Linked DNA regions of Macaca mulatta: region 1 is linked to region 2. Evidence: chromatin contacts called from public Hi-C data. All regions are on one chromosome and are shown on one strand. Each heading gives the region's core, a stretch centred on a gene start, on an enhancer-like site or on the middle of the called end of the contact. The rest is flanking DNA. Distances are from core to core; before and after follow the strand shown. Region 1 holds the start of APMAP (adipocyte plasma membrane associated protein). Region 2 holds the start of ENTPD6 (ectonucleoside triphosphate diphosphohydrolase 6).

The links. Hi-C and Micro-C count contacts between places; a contact is called where the count stands out from the background.
Region 1: a contact with region 2 is called in a Hi-C map of cortical neurons, with 2.5 times the contacts expected there. The contact joins the promoter of APMAP here to the promoter of ENTPD6 in region 2. A contact is called at or near these places in 4 of 14 Hi-C or Micro-C datasets (cortical neurons, fetal cortex germinal zone, fibroblasts and 1 more).

The regions. Positions count from the first base shown.
Region 1 is chr10:59,159,811-59,166,920 of T2T-MMU8v2.0, reverse strand. It overlaps APMAP (adipocyte plasma membrane associated protein), which reads right to left and starts at 1,844. Exons shown (of 9, transcript NM_001266050.1): 1 at 1,685-1,844. The coding sequence starts at 1,779.
Region 2 is chr10:58,951,711-58,958,290 of T2T-MMU8v2.0, reverse strand. It overlaps ENTPD6 (ectonucleoside triphosphate diphosphohydrolase 6), which reads left to right and starts at 3,257. Exons shown (of 16, transcript XM_077951089.1): 1 at 3,257-3,410; 2 at 3,700-3,797; 3 at 5,385-5,475.

The DNA.
Region 1 (7,110 bases), core at 595-3,094, 210 kb before region 2:
AACACAGGGAAACAGGAACAATGTTCATGGACAGGGAAGTCAAGGAAATAACATAAATGTAAAAGGCACACTGGAAAAGATCAAGCAGTAAAAGATGACTTTAGAATCAGATTTACTTAGTCATTATGAAAGAAATCCCCACAGAGAACCTGAAAAAAACAATTAAGTCTACTGCTCTGCCCTGGGGCCAGAGGTGTGAGCCAGCAGACTTGAGAGTTGGGACCACCTAACCAGTGCTCTCAGGGGCTGTATGCCCTGGTTTTCAACGCACTGCACCTAATGACAAACTCAGGCCACTGCTCTTTCATTTCTCAGGTACAAATGGCTTGTCTTCAAGATTTCCGTAGGAAAGTGTTGCCAATTCTTGCATGTCCATTCTAAATGGCTCCTCAACCATCAACAGATGATTAATTCACAGTAAGTAGGGTGACCAAATTGTCCCAGTTTGCCCAGGTTTAGCACTTAAAGTTCTACATCCTTGGAAACCCCAGTCCAGGGCAACCCAGGATGGTTGGTCAGGATATATGGGAGCATCTTCCCGATCTTTTCACTGGCCCAAGGTCAACTATCACCGCAAAGTCTTCTCTCTAAATTGCTTCTCTAGAGCCTAAATGCTCCTCCCTGCCATCGTTCTCCTTTAAATGTGTTCCTCTCATCATCAGTCAATAAACTCAGTCTACAGGGGCAAAAACTGCCTCTCATTCATATGTACCCCACCACCTCTCGGCACATTACTGAACAAATATTTCCAGTACTTCTATCAAATATAAGTCAATCTGTTCCACAGCTTCAAGCTTGGTCTGTGGGGCCTCTTGATTCTCCCTGAAACTTAAAAGTTATGAAATTCAGGACACATAATTGAAAAGCGAATTTCAAGTATCTTACATTGAAATCTATATTTGCGGATCATGATTCAGTTTTTAGCTAACAAAACATAGCATTCTTATATTCTAGAAGATGGCAGAGGAGGCTAAAGGACAAAACCTGGTATTTCTGAGGTGTCAACAACTACAGTTTCCTATGTTTCTCCATCCCTATCGGGAAAAACTGCAAGGCTGAATTCTCACAAAAATTGCCTACAATGTCACTTCTGTTCTCCACTCTTTCCAAGAACCGCGGTGAGGACTGGTCACACAGCGTGAAGGGGGCAGGTGCAGAAGAGCAAGTGTAGAAGCCATCTCTTCGCCGGATAACGAGGCAGGACCCCAGCATCTCGTGGGACCTCCTCCCTTCGAGAAAGTGCGAGCGGGGGACCAGGAGGACGCAAGACACTGGCCAGGTAGCTGTGCCCCAGGGGGATCAGATGAGCCAAAGGAATGACAGCGCGAGGGGAGCGAGGGAAAGGCGAGGAAGCAACCGCGCTGCAGGGTGGGGCAGGAGTGAGGGGAGGGAAGGCGCAGGAGCAGCGCGAGACGGTCTAGGGTCCCGGAGAGCCGAGGATAACGCCGCGACTGGGCGCTGGGTGCACCCGAACCTCAAAGACCTGGCAGGTACATCCGCCTTGTCGGAGTCTGCTTCCTCCTCGGAAAAATGAGTTTTTCTTGGGGATGAAACGAGAGGGCTCGGACAAGGCGCTCTGCACCACATCCCCAGGTTACTGTTACTGCCGTCGCCGCTGTCCAGGAGGATCACCCTCTACTCCTCGCGGCCCGGCTTCAGCGCCCGGTCTGCGAGTCCGGCCTACCTGCCGTCCTTAGCCTCCGGGGCCTGGCCATCATCGTCCGTGACGACCTGCGGCCGCAGAGGCCGGCGCTGTCGCAGCCCGTCCGCCTCGCTCATGGTAAGAGCGCCAGCCTGCCCAGCAACCACCACCCCGCAGTGAGCAGCAACGGCTCACGCTGCAGGCCCGCCCTCCCTGGCGCGCGGAAATGACGTTGAGCCCAGGGACCAATCCGCAGCGTTGTCCCGCCCCTTCCGGCCTCATGGGCGGGCGGTCTTCAGCGCGTCGCTCTTCGGCGCTCGGAGGCGAATTTTGAGCGCCCGGGAGCGGCGCTCGGAAACCGCTCAAAGCGAGCACCGGGAGCTCCTGAGGTCCCCGCCCGTCTCGGACTCCGGAGCCCAGAACACGAGTGGTTCCACCTTGGGCTCGCCTAGCTCAGTCCCTGCGCATGCCGCCTTCGTCTTACGTTTCTGAGGACGGGAATGCTCATGACGCACTTGGGAATTGCTGGCCCGAGATGTTGGCCACTTTTATCGTTAGAGAGGATGGCGCTGTTTATGAAATGTCAGCGACCCTGCTCTTACGGGCAGCGTCAAAAATAATGCATTCACACCCTTGGAACGAAGTCACCTCTGCCTGAAAATTACGTCCTTCCCCGACTCATCCGGTTAAGGGGAAAACGGGCTAGAAAATGTTTCCCTCTGGTTAAGGCCAGATGTTGAGTATTAAATCTTTTTGTGACCGTTACAACAGACATTTGATAAAGTTTATTAAGTTTTGATAAAGTGTATTAAGGGTTACCCTTAAGCAAAGGCCAGGTAGAAGTAGAAATTATCACTAACAAAGTTTAAGAAAGCATAGAGTGGCATCGTTCTTTCAACAGTATTGCAGTGAACCAGAAATGTTCCCAGGTGCTGGGAGATGATGGTGGGCAAATCACAGACAAGGCAATTAAGCTTATGGAAATTAAGCTAGTGGGAAAGATGACTTCAATCAGACCATCGTCATAAAATAGACATGTAAAATTATCAAACGTAATAATTGCTTGAAAGGGGAAGAATTGGATCTTGTGAGAGCCTTTGACAGGCAAAGGGATTGAAAGAGAAATCGAATCTGGAGGAAGTGACAGGGAGGATTTCCAGGCAGAAGAAATCAAAGCCTGTTACCAGTGGCACGAGGAATCATGTCTGGAAAAGCCACGTTCAAAATGCAGTGTTACTAACAGAAATAATTTCCTCTTGGAGGCATTCCTGATAGAAACATGCCATTACCTTTTTAAGTGCTAGATGGCACTAGAATTCCATGTGAATGTTTTTTATTTATTCATTCAAAGAGCTGAAGAACCAGCCTGAGGGAAGTGGAGAGCTGTGCAAATCCAGTTCTCCAGAGATCCCAGGTAATAATTCAAGTCTCGGCAACATTTTACTTCATTCTGTGTCATTGAGAATAGCCAGTACAGCCATTAAATCAGGGATAGTGTTAACAAAGTGCTGTATGGTCTGACACCTTCTTGCCTGTCTGGACTGTCCCTCTTGCTCTGCAACCCCCATTTCAGACACTCAGGATGACTTACCATGTCTAATCTCATGCCTGGCTGTCTTTGTCCTTGAGGTTCCTTCTTGCTGTGATACACTCTTCTTCACTTCCACTTGGCCAATTATTTTTATCATTCAGGACCCACTTCAAGTATCCTTGCTGAAAATTCTTCTCCCGGTTTCCCAAGCAGAACATCTTCCTCTTTGTCTTCAAGGCACTTTAAACACGCTCCAGCCGTAACATTTGAACCCATTGCATTGGAGCTATTTGTGTTCCATGCCCAGTGTTACAGCCCATGCACTGCAAACACCCAGGGACACATTCATAAGAAAAATAATGGCAGTAGGTTGGGTTTACTGAACTTGCTGCAGCAAAGAAATGCACCAGAGGACCTGTGAGGCTCCTCAAAATGGGGGAGTCATGGGAGAGTCCTTGTGGGGTTTAGGGGCTGGAGTTAGTCCATAGATAGTCTTGCTGGGGATTGGTCAGAATCCGTTAACAAGGGGAGTCACTGGAGGAACCAGCGACCTTATCTCTGGGATATGTAAGTCCATTCGGAGTTACCAGGAGGTCAGCTCATGGGCATATCATGAAGCACGTAGGTAGTTGGTGTTACAGTGGTCTGAGCTAGATCATTTGTGCTGCATAGCACAGGTTCAGTACAGTTTTTCTGTTTTCAAGTGATGGTGAAGCCTGCTTTGATTGTTGTATTTGTTTCAGTTCTCAGTTCTCCCACCCCACCTTCCAACCCAGCTGCCAACCAGACCGACTTTCTCATCGTACTGAAGCCAGTTATTGGAGTGGGACCACCATGATTAATTTAATCAGGTTTCTCAGCGCCACTGATATTTTGGGCTAGATAATTCTTTGTTAGGAGGTGGAGGGCGGCCTCTCCTCTGCGCTGGTGTTTCAGCAGCATCCCTGGGCTCCCCCCACTAGATGGCAGTAATATCCCACCTAGTCGTGATGATAAAAGATGTTGCCAGACATTGACTGATACCCCCTGGAGGACAAAACAGCCCTTGGTTGAGAAGCACTGGGTTAGACCAACCAGAACCCACACCCAACCCTGGCATTGGGGATGAGGCTCACTTCCATTGGAACACTGGCCCACGTGGAGGGCATTTATCTCAACAAAAGCAGGCTCTGCCCGCATGGAAGAAGAAGCGCATGATGCTGGCAGGGAGCCCACAGTGTGCCTGGCAGTTCAAACAAGAAGCAAATCCTACTTCTAGTCCAGTGCTTTTTCCCAGTCCCATACTGTTTCAACTCCTTCCACAGAGATCTCCTGAAAGGCTGCCAGGTGCCAAGTGTGGTGACAAAACAAGGGTGAAATACAGTGAGCCGGCCTGCACAGGCGTTATCATCTAGGAGGGGAGAGAGGAAGTGTAACGAAGACCACTATAAAGCACTGCTGCAGAAGAGCCACCGCATGCCTTGGGCTGCGAGGAGGAACAAGTGCCATTAGATGGGACTGACCAGAGATGGCTTCTTGGAGGAAGGGGATTTGCACCAGGATTTAGATTAATAAGATTATAATTGGGGGATTAGGGTGATAGAGAAGAACAAGAAACAGGCTAAGAGGGAAGAATGTGGTGCCCAGGGATTGTTAAACAAGGGGGCGATGATCCGGGATGGACATCAGGGTTACTGAGTGATCAAGAAAGAATAGCCACAAATATATACACCTGTTATGTACCCACGAAAACAGAAAATAAAAATAAATTTTTTAACAAAGAAAGAATAGTCTGAAAAGGGCAAAGCAGGGTGGGAAGTAGCTGATCCCCTTCTTGCCCATAAGTCCAAGAGAGCACAGAAGACACTGCCAACTCGGAAAAGGGTTGCAAGGGAAGTTGTTCTGTCATGGTGGGAAGCTCTGGTTTTAATTCAGGTGGGACAGTGGAGACAGTAAAGTTAGGCAATGTGGACTAGTTTGTTCACCGCAGGAAAAGCACCTTAGAGATCATGCAGCTACAGGAAACAGACATCCGCCAAAACTGGCAGAGGATGAGGGAGGGATACATTGGAAGGATTTGGGGATACCTTATGGAACTCAGACTCAGAAAGTACAGCCAGGCCTCACAGGGACTGGAACAAAGACCTGGCAACACAGGGGCAGAGTCACCCTCTGCCTCCTGGTGCCTCACACTGTCCTGTCTCTGCACCCCTCCGTGCTCACATGGCACACGCTGCTGGGCTGGCCCCTTCTCCTCTTTTGCTGCCCTCCCCTGGAGAGCTGGAAAAGATCAGTGTTACTCATCCAGCTGTCAAAGCTAACACAGCCATAAGCAGTATTTTGGCACAAGATAAAAACAGAAATATAGAGATTATTTTGACCTTTAGGAAAGTTTTTGCATTTCTGATAAAAGGGACAAATGGGACTAGCGCTGCCCCTTCTTCTGCCTGGAACCCAAGAGTTAAGCATGGAGCAGCAGCATCTTAAAACCACAGGAATACACCTTAATGTCTAAAAAACACACCCAGAAGAGCCTAGGTCCTTAATGGTGCCCCTGAGCTGTTCACCAGAGCCAGCAACCACCTACCTCTGGGCTGCCTGTCACATGAGAGAAACAGTCCTTTATGCATTGAGGCAGCTGTCAGGGGAGCAATTTGCACTGCCCCTCAGGGCCAACAGGCTAGCATTGTCTGCCTGGACATGTCCATGGTTAGAAAAAAAAAAAAAAAAAAAAAAACATTGCCTAAGCCCAGCTCTCCCTGGCTCTCCCATTTCAAGTATCCCACACCAACTAACTATGGTCTCCTTCTCCAAGTCTAGATTCCTGGACTGAGAATCTGATGTTCCCAACTTTGGTGAGGCTGATGATCCATGTTAGAGGACAAGACCCCGTGGTCCATTGACCATTCCATGGGAACAACACAGCAGCCTCGCCGTTGTAGGCAGAAGGGCAGGACAGGCTCACTGAATGCATGGTCACCCCATGAGAAGCAGGGAGGAGCAGAGGTGAGCATTGAAGAGAGGCTGGCCAGGAAAATTGCCCTAATTGCCTATGAGGAGGATTCTTAAGGTTGACCTAGACTTGGCAGGAAAAGTGCTCAGGAGGAAAGATGTTCAGCAGTCACCTCCACTATGGGCGTGGACATTCCTGTCTGTCGTTGAAAAGTGAATGGCCAGTCCCTTTGTTCCCTTTGGAATCTTAACACTGACATTTCATGATTAGCACAGATCACTCATTAATCATGTTTTATTATATCCAGAAACCATCTCCTGAGAGTTATTATACTTGATCCTTGAACAACATGGGTTTGAACTACGCAGGTGCACTCATACAGGAATGTTTTTTCAATAAAAGTTACACCTGCCTCCCCTTCCACCTCCTCCACCTCTTCTGCCTCTGCCACCCCTGAGACAGCAACAACCCCTCCCCTTCCTCCTCCTCCCAGGCTACTCAGTGTGAAGACAATGAAGATGAAGACCGTCATGATGATCCACTTCCCCTTCATGAATAGTAAAAATATTTTATCTTCCTTATGATTTTTAATGGCATTTTCTTTTCTCTAGCCTAGTTTACTGTAAGAATACAGCATATAATACCTAGGACATACAAAATATGTGTTAATCCAATGTTTACAGCTATCAGTAAGGCTTCCGGCCAACAGTAGGCTATTCATAGTTAAGTTTTGGGGGAGTCAAATGTTATACGTGAATTTTCAGCTGGACTAGGGGTTGGCACCCCCAACCTCCACTTTGTTCTAGGGTCAACTGTAATCATTTTCATTTTGATTATTCCTGTCCTGCTTTTTTTCTGATGGTTGAAAAAACTTATGCATATTTGTAAGAGTTCAATGTTTCTTTGGCTCTCAGTAATGAAGAGATGAGTTGTTTGGGTGAGGTAATGTCTGTCTTTAGGAAGGGAATTGGCCCAATGTGTTTGTTCATTCAGAAGGCTGTGTGG
Region 2 (6,580 bases), core at 2,008-4,507:
CCCTTGTTCATTCCCAGGCATAGGCCAAACAAATTTGTGGAGAAATTTAGTTTATAATTTCACTTTAAACCAAATATAACAGCCCGTCCCTGAAACAAACCTCCTTCTTGCTTGGGGACCAGACCACCTTTGTGAGACTAACAAATTAGCTACAAGATTAAAAATTATGGTCCAGGCATGGTGGCTCACACCTGTAAGCCCAGCACTTTGGGAGGCCAAGTTGGGCGGATCATCTGAGGTCAGGATTTCAAGACCAGCCTGGCCAACACGGTGAAACCCTGCCTCTACTAAAAAATATAAAAATTAGCTGGGCATAGTGGCAGGTGCCTGTAATCCCAGCTACTCAGGAGGCTGAGGCAGGATAATTGCTTGAACCCAGGAGGGGGAGGTTGCAGTGAGCTGAGATCGCACCATTGCACTCCAGTCTGGGGGACAAGAGCAAGACTTCATCTAAAAAAAAAAAAAAAAAATTATGGCTTAGGAGTCATGCAGCCCGAAGCCACAAGATTCCTAACTCCCCCAATTGCTCTAATAAATAATATTACTATTATAAAACATAAGATTGGTGTTCAAGGTATTTTTCAGACCCTGCATTGTGATAGACTAGCCGCACAGACTGGTAAACTGGCTCATCTGGTCTTGTGATCCCAACCCAGGAACTGACCCAGAGCAAGACAAAAGCTTCATCTCCTCATGATTTCATCCCTAACCCAACCAATCAGCACTCACCATTCCCTAGCCCCCTGACTGCTCAACTATCTTTTAAAAACCCTAGTCTCCAGACTGGCACAATCCTAGCACTTTGGGAGGCCGAGGAGGGCAATCACTTGAGAGCAGGAGTTCAAGACCAGCCTGGCCAACATGGTGAAACCCCGTCTTGACTAAAAACACAAATAATTAGCTGGGCATTGTGGCGTGCACTTGTAATCCCAGCTACTGGTGAGGCTGAGGCACGAGAATCACTTGAACAGAAGGTGGAGGTTGCAGTGAGCCTAGACTGCACCACTGCACTCCAGCCAGAGCAATGAAGCAAGACACTGTCTCAAAAACAACCGCCCCCCAAAAATTCCTTAAACTCCGAATCTGAGGAGAGCCTGATTTGAGGAATAAGAAGCCTCTGATCTCCTATTTAGCCAGCTCTATGTGTACTGAACTCTTTATCACAATTCCCGTCTTGAAAAATTGGCTCTATCTGGGCGACAGGCAAGAAGAAGCCGTTGGGTGCTTACAGTGTGATGAGTGCTATGAAGGAAATAACATAAAGGGTGATAGAGAATAACTAGAGGAGGCATTCTAGATAAAATGGTCTCAGGAGGTAACATTTGAGCTGAGTATTAAACATTGAGAAAGAATCTACAAAGGGAAGATCTAGCGCAAGACCTTTACAAGCAGTGTATAACACACACAAAAGCCCATGCCAGCAAAAAGATTTTACTTTCACAAATTCTAGAAACTCTAAGAGTAAAAAATGGTGAAAGGAAATGAAGTGATAACACATATTGTGAGTGCAGCAGGCAGAAACAGCGCCATCACCGTTTCACAACAGGATCTCAAAATACTAGGAAAAGTGCAAATTAAAACTGTGAGATACAGTTTGGTCATTATTGGATGGGGAAAGATCCAAAAGTGTGGAAAGACCGCACTGGTGAAGATATATGGAAACCCAAGGTCTTACACATTATTTGCCAGAGTGTAAATTAGTACAGTGTCTAAGGGGGGCAATTTAGCCATGTTTAGCCAATATATTATTTTAAAGGCCATATCCCAGTACAGCCAATTCCAACTCTAAGAATATTTCTGACAGATACACCCACATGCATGCACAAAGACAGTCCATGGGATCCAGTCGCATTATTCCTAACTGCAAGCAACTGGGAAAAACTTCAAGGTCCATCAGTGAGGGCCCGCATAGGCTAACCTCTGTAATAACCAAATCTCAGTGGCAGTGTCCAACCAGGTGCTTGTGGGTGACCTTCCAACAGGGACCGCATTGCCCGGCTGACAGGCCTGGTCTATGTACTGTCTGGGCATCCCATACAGTTAGCACTCATTCACCCTCAAAAGCGTCCCATCTTGAAAATAAACTCTTGTCCACTTGGTGCTTCAGGAACCTGGGCTTCTTCCACCAATATCTCTCCCAGATGCCCCAGTGCGCAGGTGGGGCCGTCCTCTAGGGCCAGGCCTGGCTAGGGCGCACCCACACCTCCTTGGCCAGACGCTGTGGGCCAGGAAGGGGCTCTGGCTCTTGCGGGAATGAGGGCGCCTAGCATAGGTGTGCACGTGGGCAGCCCCCACCCTGGGGCCCCTAAGTAAGCCGGGGCCTGCGAGCCAGGACAGTCAGGAGTTGCAACCTTGGTGATTTCTAGGAAGACATTAGAAAATGGGGTCAAAGGCCGGGTGCGGTGGCTCATGCCTGCAGACCCAGCACTTTGGGAGGCCGAGGCAGGAGGATCACTTTAGGTCAGGAGTTCAAGACCAGCCTGGCCAACAGGGTGAAACCTCGTCTCTACTAAAGATACAAAAATTAGCCGGGCGTGGTGGCGCACGCCTGTAATCCCAGTTGAGGCAACAGAATCGCTTGAACCCGGGAGGTGGAGGTTGCAGTGAGCCGAGATCGTGCCACTGCACTCCAGCCTGGGTGAGACCCTGCTAAAAAAAAAAAAAAAGAAAGAAAATGGGGTCAAGAAATGGGGGGTGGGAGGGGGGGAGTGGATTTCATGAACCTGCCTGCTCTGATGTGGCTGCATTTCCATCATGCATTGTCCTAAAAAAAGAAAAAGAAAAAAATAAAATGTAGACGTGGAGGGATGGGGGAAATTGCACAGGCCGGTCCAGGCTGTGAGGCTGCCCCCTGCCAGGCACGACGAGGGTCAGCTCTGCCGCGCCGTGAGGAAACCGGCCAAGGAAACCCCTTGAATCTGGCGAGGTCCCGCCCTGAGACGCTCGGGGAACCAGACTGCCGAGCCCTGCCTCTGGGCCGATGCCAGCCCGGTTGTGGACTGGAGAAAACCGCAACGCCACCCGCGGAATTAGAATTCGGCCGCCGCGCTTGCGCAGCTGGGTCCCCGACCCGGCCCGCGCCTGCGCAACTGGGTTCCCCCGGCCCGCGCCTGGGCAACTGGCCCCTCCCCCACAACGCAGCCCGGGCCTGCGCAACAGGGACCCTGTGACTCCCGCCTCCTGTCCCGCTTGCGCCTGCGCGGCTGGGTGCGCCCGCCCCGCCCCGCCCAGCCTGTGACGCCACGTGTATGTGGGCGGAGCCCAGGTCCTAGGGAACCGTGAGGTCGTATCCCGCTGGTGGAGGTTGGGGTGGCGCCGGCCGGGGCTGGAGAGCCCGAAAGACCGGCTGCCGCCTGCTCCCCGGAAAAGGGCACTCGTCTCCGTGGGTGTGACCGAGCGCGCGGTGCAGGGTAAGCGGCGGGCCGGGGCGCTGGCGGGGGCGGCCGGGGATCACCGACTGCAGGCGGGCCTCCCCACGCGGGCGCGCTGCGCTCCGGAGGACGGCCTCGGGGTCACTCGCACCCCGGCTCCCACCTCCTACTGCCTTCCTGTCCAGGCTTCATTAGGGCTCCCTGGACGTCTGGGCTCCGCTGACCGGTGGGGGGCAAGTCCAGTGTTTTGGGCCACAGGGCGGGCCAAATAGCAGGGGCCTCTAGCCCCAGGGGGCCCCAGCCCTGCTGCGTTCATTCATTCAACCAGCTTTTGCGGACCCGCCCCCAGTCTGCGTCAGGAACAGGCCCCTCCGCTCCTGGATGAGCCCGGCGGGGAAGCCTCGCGTAGCAGTTTCTGGGAAACAGGTAGGATCAGGCCGCTCGGACAGGACTGAGGGTGTAAGGACGATTCACCCCGGCATTGGGGTGATGTCCCGAGGAGCTCATAGGTGGTCAGGGCGGTTCTGCCCGAGCTGACCTGTGAGCCGCGGATGCCCGGACCGAGGGAGGGAGAGCCCCTGATGTGGACAGACTAGACTCCTTCAGTGGAAAACATTCAACAGCCAGGAGAGCGTGGAAGAGGAAGGAGAGATGGGAGGGTGTTTTTATTATAAGTGCAAAGGAACCAGCCACCGGGAAGTGCCTGGGCAGCTCTGGGTGTCCCTCCAGGCACCTGTATTCCAATCTTACCTGCGCGAAGCCACACACCCACGTCACACAGGATGCGGGGAATTCAGCCATAGCCTGCGGGGGGGAATCTTCCTGGGGAGAGGTGGATTACAAGGACTCTTCCTCCCACCCGCTGTGCAACAGCCATGGGCGGCGGGTAGTCATTTTTGAAGGACCTGGCAAGCACGGTACCAATCTCGAAATTGCTTTTTGTCTCCCTCCCCTTGGCCTGGAGAGAGTGACTGGCTAGCGTGTGTGTCTGCCTCCTGAAGCTTCGGGTAAAGGACCAGGGAGATGGGCAGCCCTTTGTGTCAGGAGATCTGGAAGCGCCTCCCCTCCCACCGCCTCCTGTGTAAAGGAAACAGCAGGTGGTGTTGACGGGCCTTTCATGCACCGGTTTTTGCCAAGGAGAGAAAAACCTATTGAAACCTCCCAGGAGGATGAGTGGAAGTTTCTAATGTGCTTTATTTTTGGATACAGCGTGCATGGCAGGCATTTGCATTCATGGCCCTTCCGTGTACAGGAACTGAAAACCTGAAGAAACTGGCCAACAGATTAGGCAGCCATCAATCCACATCAGATGGCGCCTGTATTTCCAAGAGGTGGCTTGCCATCCCCATCTCCTAGAAAGCCAACCAGGGGACAGGGCAGCTCCTACCACCGACAACACTGCTCCACCCTCGACAACACTGCTCCACCCTCAGATTCTCCTCTCTGACTCCTGCCTGGAGGGTGGCCTCGGCAGGAGCCACACCTCTCTGTTTGCCTGTGTGCACCCTACTTCCTATCCCTGCCTCCCCTTGGTCCCCACCTGCTACCTTCCTTACAGCCTCATCCCACCCTCTCTCTCCTTTAAAGAACAGACTGAGATGACATTGTTTTCCTCAGTGAGTCTGTCAGGGAGAACGTGATCAACAAATTCACGCTGTGGTGTTAGTGGTTCCCACAGAAACCCCATTGCCCCTCCTGCAGGTGTCTCAGCCATGGGCAACACTTTAATCTAGTGGAATGACATTGGTGTTAAGATCTGGGCCACAGGGATATGGAGGTGACCTGTTCCTTGGGGAGAGGGTATGGTGAACATGATTGTAAGAACTCTTCTTCCCACCCCTGTGCATGAGCAAGGCTGTTCCTGGTTCTGTGCTCTCTCAGTACTGTGTTCTAATTGGACTCTTGTTTTTGTCTTCCTGAACTTGGTGTGTAACTTCAGTAATTATGTCTATGTAAGGTATGTCTATGTATGTGAGTGTTTTTTGGATATCTAAAGTAGTCTTGTACTTACAGGGAAGGTGAAGTGATAAAGCACGTTCAATTTGGGGACTGAAGCTGGGGACTCTTGTGTGCTCCACCACACACTGACTGCAATCTCAGACAGGTCCGTTTACACACATTCCCAGGGCCTTGGTGCTGTCTTAGGGAAACCCAGGGCTGTGAGGTGGGCTTTGTGGGGCACTGGACACGGGACATGGCACATAAAGGGTTATTTTAAATGGGTAGACAATAAATAACTAGCAACTTTGCCTCTAGATTTAATATACCACCTGTGAATCTGATCATGTAGAATATGGTTCTTAGACTAACAAAGGACATGATAAGACTTGATTATGGGCCAGGTGCGGTGTCTCACACCTGTAATTCCAGCACTTTGGGAGGCCGAGGTGGGCAGATCATTTGAGGTCAGGAGTTTGAGAGCAGCCTGGCCAACATGGTGAAACACCGTCTGTACTAAAAATACAAAAATTAGCCAGGTGTGGTGACGTGTGCCTGTAATCCCAGATACTTGGGAGGCTGAGGCAGGAGAATTGCTTGAACCTGGGAGGCGGAGGTTGCGGTAAGCCAAGATTGTGCCACTTCACTCCAGCCTAGGTGAGAGAGTGAGACTCTGTCTCAAAAAAGAAAAAAAAAAAAACTTGATTACATGAAAAGGATTTTATTAAACATATTCACAGTTGTAGGGTGTTACTATTGCTTTTTGTCCCCACTATTCATCCCTGGACTGTTTCAGAACTTTCTCTATAAATACTGTAATTTAATTAAACATTTGATGATTACTTAGAAACCTGAAACTTTGGGTTATAGTCCACTAAGGAAGGGAGACTGTTGTGGTATGAGAGGCGCTACCTTGGAATGGACATTCCTAGTGCCATGTCTCTTCTCCCAATCTCAGCTAACGTTGCCTTAATGTGCATCATTCCCAGCCCCAAGCCTGTCACCTCTCATAGAGTCCATCCTATTTCTGGACCAACCCCAAACCTGTCACCTCTCATAAGGCCTGTCCTGTTTCCCACTGATGTCCCACTGGCATATCAAACTCAGCATGTTGAAAACCTGATCACTGCTGCCTCCTGCCAAACGGTCCCTTCCCAGATGACCTGTTTCAGCTCATGGCCATCACCCAGTCCTGTGGCATCTGTGATGCCTGCATCTTCCTCCTACTGCCCATTCTCCCCCTCAGTACACTGCTGAGCCATCAGTGGACC